Regions from separate parts of the Gossypium hirsutum genome. Here region 2 is linked to region 1. Evidence: chromatin contacts called from public Hi-C data. All regions are on one chromosome and are shown on one strand. The core of a region is the stretch at or near the end of the contact, and the rest is flanking DNA. Distances in the headings are between cores, read along the strand shown. Region 1 holds the start of LOC107945949 (polypyrimidine tract-binding protein homolog 2). Region 2 holds the start of LOC107922874.

What was found. A called contact is a pair of places that touch in the nucleus more often than the background predicts.
Region 2: a Hi-C map of leaf shows a contact between it and region 1, with 4 times the contacts expected there. The contact joins the promoter of LOC107922874 here to the promoter of LOC107945949 in region 1. A contact is called at or near these places in 4 of 34 Hi-C or Micro-C datasets (all in leaf).

Annotation. Positions count from the first base shown.
Region 1 is chrA08:50,434,361-50,439,052 of Gossypium_hirsutum_v2.1, reverse strand. LOC107945949 (polypyrimidine tract-binding protein homolog 2) reads right to left here and starts at 3,340. Exons shown (of 11, transcript XM_016880144.2): 1 at 3,138-3,340; 2 at 2,793-3,036; 3 at 2,483-2,692; 4 at 2,254-2,312; 5 at 606-668; 6 at 45-140. The coding sequence starts at 2,978.
Region 2 is chrA08:50,712,262-50,717,286 of Gossypium_hirsutum_v2.1, reverse strand. LOC107922874 reads right to left here and starts at 3,536. Exons shown (of 2, transcript XM_041075408.1): 1 at 3,156-3,536; 2 at 2,147-2,807. The coding sequence starts at 3,536. The coding sequence ends at 2,727. It also overlaps the pseudogene LOC107922795.

The sequences.
Region 1 (4,692 bases), core at 2,091-4,590:
TAATTACAATCTGGAATCAGATACAAAGAGGAGATAAAGGAAACCTGCTTCTGTGGCTCTGAAACTTCACACTCAAATCTGGATGAGCAGAATAAGTAATCCTAAGTGTACATGGAGATATATTTTCAGAAAGCAGGTACCTGAAAACCCAGGACAAAATGAGTACAATGTGCATGAAAACCTTCAAAAACAAAAGGAACATAAGCTGCAAAATTACAACCCTCGCTTGGACTATAATTCTAAATCAGTGAGTTGTCTCTATGCTTTATCAAGAACTAAAACAATCCAAATATGTGAGGATGTTGTAACACCTAACAGGAACAATCTGCCAAAAGTTCAAGGGCCCAATAGAAATATGTGCTCAATGTAAGTGGACCACATCTAAAGCTAAATGGTCCATTACGGTTGGACTAAATACCGTGTCTAACAATTAATACAACCGTCACCTAGGGATGATTCGTCCATCCAAGGCAGTTTTTGCAGATGTGGCTGTTTCTGCATCTGAAAACTGCACCAAAGCCTACATAAAAAGCAGGATATATACTGAGCTTAATTAAAAAGCCAAAAAAAACAACAGATACCAAAAGAAAATTTAATTCATTGACCTGAAATCCAGCTGTCTTCTCAAAGGTAGTAATTTTATGCACAAATCCAAAAGCTGAAAATACCTGCATTATTTAATACTTTTAACAAAGATGAACTAACAAAAATCAAGCAAAAGCACTCCAAAAAGCAATTCCGATCTTCAGTTCTGTAAAAGGTTTGCCAGAAAATAAGGAATAGAGATAAGTTAACATATCCACAACATTCAGCATGGAGACAACAATAGAACTTATTAACAGACTACAGTTTGAGAAACTCAGATTTTACAAGGAAATTGACAAGATCAGTACATGCTAAATTAATTTCACCGGGATGGTGGAACGCCGCAAAAGATGAAAAGAGTGAGGATGAAAAAACCAACGAAGGAGTTCTATGAAACCTCAGAAATTTACAAATAAAACCAGGCTACAGATCAGACTGCTCAAATTTCATTTTTTATCAAGTTCTATAAAATAACAATTCTCTCAACTTATAAGTTAAGAAACTAATTCAATCACCATTCTTCCCTAAGGATAAAATGTAAATCTCCAGTCTCTACCTGCTTCAAATAAATTGCAGCAAACTGCAGACTAGGGGACAGATATTAATTGCTCTAGGATTTTAATCATTAAAGCCCATGAAGGAGGATGTCAAAGGCAAAAGTTGCTATAAGCACCAGATTCTAGAATCAGAATCAGGCTAAACCCAGGCAGAAAGAAGATACCACTAACTGAGGACTAACGATAGGCACCTAATTGTAAAAGATTTTGATATATATTTATATATGCATGTATATAGCGCAAATATATACATAGACCACTCATCTCTATAAAAAGTTGGAACGTACCTAAGATAAATAACCTGGTTTTTTAGTAGAACTATATCCAGGCAAACAATTAACTCCTAAAAACAGATGTATAGAAAATAAAAAGAGAAAACTGAGACTGTGACAACTAGCTGCCTCATATTACTCCTATATCATTGAGAGCTTATATTAATAATTATAAATAAAGTTTTATCCCAAAATGGGGAAAGATAAATATGTTAGCATGAGCAGAAACAGACAGAAGGATCTTTCAATCTTTCACAAGCTAATGATGATGACAGTCCAATTCTGTGAATAAAGGGCACAATGGACAAGAACCAAAGCCTGTTACATGGATGATTGGCTGCCTAATCAAAGTTTCTAAAAAGAACTACCAATTCAGGGAGGCACTTGCCTTAAGCACCTTTTGTTCTAATAAGACAGTGCCTTATGCACCAAAGCATGCACCTCCCTCAATGCTACCATCAATTCAGGGTCTTAGACAATTGTTTGGACATTGCTTCACATAGCCAAGAAATCTGAAGCACTTTACTACCTTGTTCATGTTCAATGAGGAGTGACGATTTTGACACTCAGCAAAACTAGCAACTATTATATCGAACAAATATATAATACAGACCATATATGCAAAAAAAAAATGTAAATGGAGCACAAACTTCATTGGCAGTAGCAGCACAAACAAAAAACATAGTGACACCAAACATCTAAAAAGTCCAAGGGTGATGGATGATGCACATGAAGAAGAAATGAAAAACAAATCCTAAATGGTAGGAATAGGAGGTAAGTAAGGAAGAGTAAGGAAGAGAGAGGCAGTGTTAAGGAAAGGAGAAAGGAGACAAACACACATGTTCTCTTTCTCACGATGCACTAAGCTGCCATTGGAGATTATTCCCTTGACATGATCCTGCTGATCCATTCACACTCATGTCAAAACACAAAAGCTTTTCTCCAAAAGAGCGTGACAAAAACTACACAACCCTAGTTATTACATGAAATCATATCAAACAACAACTTAGAAATAGTAACTTCACACCCTTCTAAACAAAAAGGAGAAGAGACATACGCCATCCTTACCAAGTGCAATACATCTATGGAAACAAGCCGTGCATCTTGACCTTCGATTGTTACCAACAGTACATTCCCGGCAACATCTGCAGTCGTTTTGTTGTTTACAATTTCTTGCCTGTTAGAATATTGCAGGTAGACCGTTTTACCCCTTACTTGAGCAGGCTCTGAAGATGAAGCATAATACGATATCATGGCAATAGCTTGATTCAAGTCAGCCTAAGAAGGGTAAACAAAAACATATATTTAATTACTAACTTCATTAATATGGTGGAAGAAATTTGACCAGAATTTTAAAAAAAAATCTGATTAAACTTACGAATTCAATGAAAGCTTGATTACGATTGGCTCCAACATTGCACTTGGTGTTAACGACCTTACCAAATGGCTTCCCCAGCTCGATCAACTCTTCCTCCGTACACTCCCATGGCAAGTTTCTCAAATGCAGCACCTTAGATGGGGGTTGAGTGTAACGGAACTGCGGCTGACTTGATACCGAGGCCATCCCGGTCGGAAATCAACCCCTCTAAAAATTTTTGGCAAGAGAAGACAGATCAGAAACCCTAGATGCCAAAAAATATATATGTTTAATTCAAAATCGAAATATATACATAGATCAATCAAAACCAGGAAAATGCAATGAAATTAAGGGAATAAAATAAACCTGAAAACAAAAAGAAACTAATGAGAAAATCCGTGGAAACTTCTGAAGTTCGTTAAGTTAGGGCTTCAAGGAATTTGAGATAAATTGGTATGGTAGATTTTCCGTCTTTCATTAAATTCGTTTTGGTTTTATTAAGGGATGGGCATCGTCCTGGGCTTTTGGCGCCGATGGGCGTTATGTATTCGGGAAGGAGAGATTGGATTGGATTGTATTTTCCCTTCTTATATTACTTTTCTTGAGAAACGAAAGGACCGGACTTTACCCGACCCGAGGCAGCGGTTTTTCTTTTCGTTTTGGGCCTTTTGGCCACTAAGGCAGCGTCTTCGGATTCTTAAACTTTGGTGCCCACGTTGCTGTGGAATATAAAAACGTGCAACTGGAGAATTATTTACGACTACTTTTGAAAAATACTAATATTTAGAAAAATTCTTTTTGAAAAATATTTTTAAATATTTTAATTTCAGATTTAATTTTTTAATATTATTTTAAAAAATTATTTTTAAGAAATAAAATGTTCATATTAGACATAATACTATAAAATAAAAATTTGTGTTTAAATAATATTCAAATTAGTTAACATTATTATATTTCAATAAGAATTTAAAAATGATTTATTATAACTTATTATTGATATATAAAATATAAATGATGAATATTTTTAAATTAATTACTATTAATGATTATTTATTTGTAAAAATTTAATTTGAATATATAAATTATATTTTAAATATTAAAGTATAATAATTACATATTTAAATATATAATGTTATATATTTGAAATAAACTTTGATAAGAAAATAATTGTATAGGTAATTTAAATATTACTTAAAATACATAAGTCATTTGACTCCAAAAGTATTTTTCCCACATCCAAAAACTAAAAATGCTTTTGAGTTTAGGTACAAAAGCATTTTTCATTTCAAAAGTTGTCTATTTAACATTGTTTATGGCTCTAAATAAAGTTTATTAACCCGTTAAGAAAAAATAGAATTTAAGTTTAACTATTACAAATATAAATACAATACAAGTATAAATATATGTCCAAACAAATACAATGTAAAATTAAACCAATTATGAAGCACAATCAATAAAAAAAATAAAATAAATCCCATCCATGGTAGATAAATATGTTGAAACTGAAACCTCACATATCGCAATTACACATGACAAAGCTTGAACACGAATACCCAAAACCTAAAAACTCCATCTTAACCAACAATACTAAAACCTAATTCCCCATTGAAAAAAAAAACTCAAAATTAACATTTTCAGTTATTTAAATTTATAAACAAAATTTATGATGATGATCAAAACCACTTAATATAATTTTCTTTTATAAAAATGTGAAAATAATAAGTAAACAATATCTTATTGAAGAAAATTTTATTTTAATTTATTTCTTTTGGCATTATCTTTTAAACATTTCACATTTAAACTTTTGCTTTGTTTAAACTAACTTGAAATGCTTTAACAAATTTAAAGATGAAAATGTAAAATAAAATTTTCATAATTTAAAATTTACATTTACTAAATTTTAATTATATTTTGTACTTAA
Region 2 (5,025 bases), core at 2,287-4,786, 280 kb before region 1:
TGTGAGGGCATTGCGAATGACAACACGACAGACGCTGATGGAAGTTTGGAGGTATCTTTCCTAGTTACTGTTTGTAAAATGAATTAAGCTTCTTTGATGGTGATGATACATGTGCATAAAAAATGGTTTCAATGCCCCAAGACTCAAACTTGTCTTATGACCTTCAATAATAAGTTGCTAATAATTTTCTTAGGCATTCTTCTAGGGTGTAAACAAGTCAAGTTACATGTGAGCTAGTTGGGCTCGCTATAGTGGAGTCACTGTTTGTAAAATGAATTAAGCTTCTTTGATGGTGATGATACTGTTTGTAAAATGCTCTCTTGAAAACTTTCAGATACATGTGCATATAACATGGTTTCAATGCGCCAAGACTCAAACATGTCTTATGAACTTCAATAATAAGTTGCTAATAATTTACTTAGGCAGCCTTCTAGGGGTGTAAACAAGTCAAGTTACATGTGGGCTAGTTGGGCTCGCTATAGTGGAACTCAAGCTTTACATTATCAAGCCAAGCTCGAGCTGCTCTAGTAATGAGTTCAGTTTGGGTATCTTTAACTCTACTGGAGAAGCTTTAGGTCTTATTGAGCTTTTATTTGTCAAATACATATTTAATATGTTTATATAAGTTTATTACTAAAATATAGCCATTAGTATTTATATTTACAATATTACTGAGCCTTACAGACCCGAACTCAAGTTGCTTGAGTAAATTGTGAGTCTGAGCTCAAGTGTGAAAAGTGTTGTCTAGCACTGAGGTGCAACGGGTAGGCATTCCTAGGCTTCTGCACACGCCTTGACAACACTGGGTCGAATGAAATCAGCTTGATTCCCCCCAGGCGGCACTATGCTTGAAAAACAATTACATCTAATATGGTGGTAGGACTGGAATCAAACTTGATTATATTTCTGTTTGAAGCCTTGCTTGGATAAGTTTAGGGGTAGAATCAAGCTGAGCTGGGTTTAAGTTGTAAGAAGCTTGAGCTTGGCTTGAGCTCACTAGAGTATCACTTTGAGGGCTCGAACATGATTTGAGATAAAATTTGAGATGCTCGAGCTCATTCAGGTTCGATTCAACTTGTTTACCTAATAAAAATAAATTCAAACTCATTTATGCTGCGCTCTTGAACTGAAATTGTGAATACTAATTAAAATAAAAATGTATAATTAAAAATAACAAAGCTCCATTAGACTCTCAAGTTATTTGATTTAAGCATTAGGATATTTGAATTCGACTTGCTTGGTAGCTTGAGATGCTTGAGCTTAAGAATGGCTGAATTGATTTCAAGTGCTTTTTTTTAGTCAAATCTGAGTAGCTTTCAAGCGAGATATCTCGTTTACACCCCTAGGTTAGTCTCGAGAATATTTTTCTGTTTTTGGTGTTAATGGATTTCATTGCTTTTATTTGTTTGGTTGTGCTACTGGCATGAGTTTTTTTTTTTTTAAATTTATATTTGGTTGTGCTGCATTGTATGTGAGAACCAATTCGTTGAGAGATTTGAGTTAAAACAACTTGTTTAATTTGGGATGAGGGTTTCCTTACCGTATTTTCTTTGAAACAGGGATGGAGGGATGAGGGGTCTTTTTACAGGAATTGGTCCTCGTCTTAGCCGTGCTGGCCCTTCAGTTGGGATTGTGATTTCGATCTATGAAGTGGTAAAATATGTGCTGCAAAACCATTATGCAACTTCATGATGAACAAAAGCTGCCGATTACCAGTTTTTTATGTCTACCCAGCATTTGCGGGAGACCAATATTTTGATGCGGATAATGTAACATGCTGATGAGGTGTACATCCTTTGCTCTAGGTCTCACGATTTAGTGTTACATGTGGATAAAGATATCTAGGTCTTCAAATGGATCAAGCAGGGTAGCACATAAGTTTTGCTTTTTACAACAATTTTGATAAAAAAAAAATTTCTGTTCCTTACTGATCAAGTTGAGCAGAAAATCTAATTAGTTTAGTTAAAACTTAAAATGCTTTTTGCTGAGGTGAGCTAAAAAATGTAACACAAACACGAACCAATGAAAAAAATCAACGGCTCTGATTTCTCAACATCTTTTTAGTTTTTAATAAAAGCTACTGTACATAACATACTAGGTATGATTTTCCATAGCATTAGCCATTTTTTTTCTTTGAAAATTAGAATTCATTAATAAGGGGATTAGCTCAAAAAATAACTGACCAAACAACGCCCCAAAGAAAATGAAAAGACAACAAAACAGAAACTACCTAACAAAATAGGAAAACGAAAGCACACAGAGAACCAAAAACCATAAACGAAAACCACAAAACAATCCCCAAAAGAACATCCAACAAAGAATACCAGCCAAAACCTTCTCGTTGAACAATAGAAAAACCATCGTAGCTAAAACGGGAAAGGAACCAGCTTTGAAAAACCAATTATTGGAGATTCAAGGAACCTTCTCCAAACTTCAAAGCTCAACAAAACCCCCTCAACATTGACGAAGCCAAACAGACCAGTCCTCTGCTACCAATTCTTCGACAGAATCTGGTGCCTCTTCAACCTAAAAACATGGAGATAGTCGTCTACGCCCCTCCAAAGCCATAGTATGCGCCACCCTATTAACATCTCTTGGGACAAAATGGTAAGCCACTTCCTCTAAATAACCCTCTAGCATCTGAATACTCTGAGAAATTGGTCTGAGAATGGATCTATCCTCCCTTTTAGATTTAAGTTTTTTGATAATCGTTAAGGAATCCCCTTTCAAAATAACCATCCTGAAACCCATATCAATCTCGAAGAGGAGCGCTCGTTCACAAGCCTTAGCTTCTGCAACAAAAGCATCTGCAACGCCTACATAAGGGTAAGTACATGCACCCATTATTTGACCCACATCATTATGGGCTATAACAGTCGCAATAAAGGTATTAGATTCACCATTAAAAGAGGCATCAAAATTTAATTTGATAAACCTAGTATTAGGGGGTCACTAGAACTCAGTCACTTAAGATCTAAGAGAAAAAACAGAAACTTTACTCAAACTCAACTCTTATGCACTGAACAAAACCTAACAGATCCTGCATAGAGAAATTGAGACCTTCATACCATCTTATTTCGTTTAAACCAAAGGACCCAAAAAGAAATGATTAACAATTTTTTGGTACCCTCATCAGTTGCAATAAAAATGCTTACTAATCGATTTTTGTAATGTGAGGTATTCCTGCTGAGATCAATCGAGAGATTTAGAGACTGCCAAAGCTGCCGTAATGCACCACAAAACCACAATAAGTGGTCAGGATCCTCCGGAGCCTCCTTGCGCAGAGGGCAAACATTGACAACTCTTAGACTTCGCTTGATTAAGTTATTAAAATGAGGCACATAATCTTTAATTAACCGCCACATGTGTATTTTAATTTTAGAAGGAAGTATATCCCAAAGTAACTTGTAGAACTTTTTGTAATTGTTTGTAGTATTCGAGTTGTATTCAGACAGCTGAAATTTTCTTGTAACCAAAGCCCAATACCTACTCTTCACAGAGTACTCCCCGGTGGCATCATGATGCCAAACCAACATATCTTGAGCTCTGAACTTTGCAAGGGGAATATTGAAAATGCGTCTAGCTTGTTATTGGTCAACAATCCTGCAGATCACGTCTTTGTTCTAGGTACCCGGATTTTCATCAATTAAATGGTTCACTGTAGACCAATGAGTACTAATATTCTGAATTAATAATCCACTATTACCAGGACCAGGCAGCTAAGGATCATTCTAGATATTCACAGTCTCACCACTGCCAATTCGCCAAAGTAAGCCATCCGCAATCAACTCCCTAGCACTGCATATGCTTCTCCAGGAAAAGGAGGGGTGAGAACCAACTTTAGCTGACATAATATTAGTAAAAGGATAATAACGAGCTTAAAAAATTTTGCCGAAAGACAATCGGGTTGGGATAAAAGTCGCTAAACTTGCTTAGCAAGTAGAGCTTTATTAAACAAAAAGAGGTCCCGAAATCCCAGCCCGCCTTCAGCTTTGGAAGTACATAGTTCACTCCAAGTACTCCAACGAATACCTTTAGTTGATTTACTATTAGACCACTAGAATTTGTTTAAAATACCTTCTAACTTTTGACATAAGGTTTTAGTAAAGCAAAGCATTGCATAACGTAGACAGGAATTGCTTGTAACACCTCCTTGATGAATACTTCCTTACTCCCCATCGAAAGGTACCGGAGACTCCAACTCTCAATCCTATTTCTGAATCTGTCCACAAAATTTACAAAAGCCCATCTCTTCCTTTCCCAACCATCATTGGTAAGCCCAAATATTTCTCCGGGTTTGTGACCACCTGCACTCCCAGAATGTTGGTGACTTGATCCCTCTCATGTCGGCCCACACTTGCTCTAAAGTAAATAAGTGATTTATCAAAATTTACTTGTTGCCCTGAAACTAATTCATATTCCATGATTATATTACGAACTATATGAGCCCCATCCTCCGAAGCATCACCAAAAAGAATGCAATCATCCGCAAACAACAAGTGATTAATCGCAAATCTTTCCCTTCCAATCGGAGCTCCCCTCATCAGATTTTTATGTTTTGCCTCATTCAGCAATAGAGAGAGACCTTCAGTGCAGATTAAGAAAAGCTAAGGGCTGAGCGGGTCACCTTGTCGCAACCCCCGTGTCAGAGAAAAGCCTTCACTAATACCCTCATTAATGCCTATAGTATAGGTAATTGAACAAACGCACCGCATGATAAGAACGATCCAATCAGGTTGGAAACCCAACCTAGACATCATACCAGCCATAAAGTCTCTTTCAACTCGATCGTACGCTTTACTCATATAGAGTTTAAGTGCAAAATTCCCTTATTTACTCCGTTTCTTTATTTTAAAGGAATGTAAGACCTCATAAGCGATTAAAACATTATCCGATATGTGTCTTCCTAGTATAAAAGCCCCTTGAGCTTTATCAATACAGTAACCCAGCGCTATACTTATCCGATCCACCAAAACTTTTGTAATAATCTTATAAATCATATTATATAAACTTATAGGATGAATT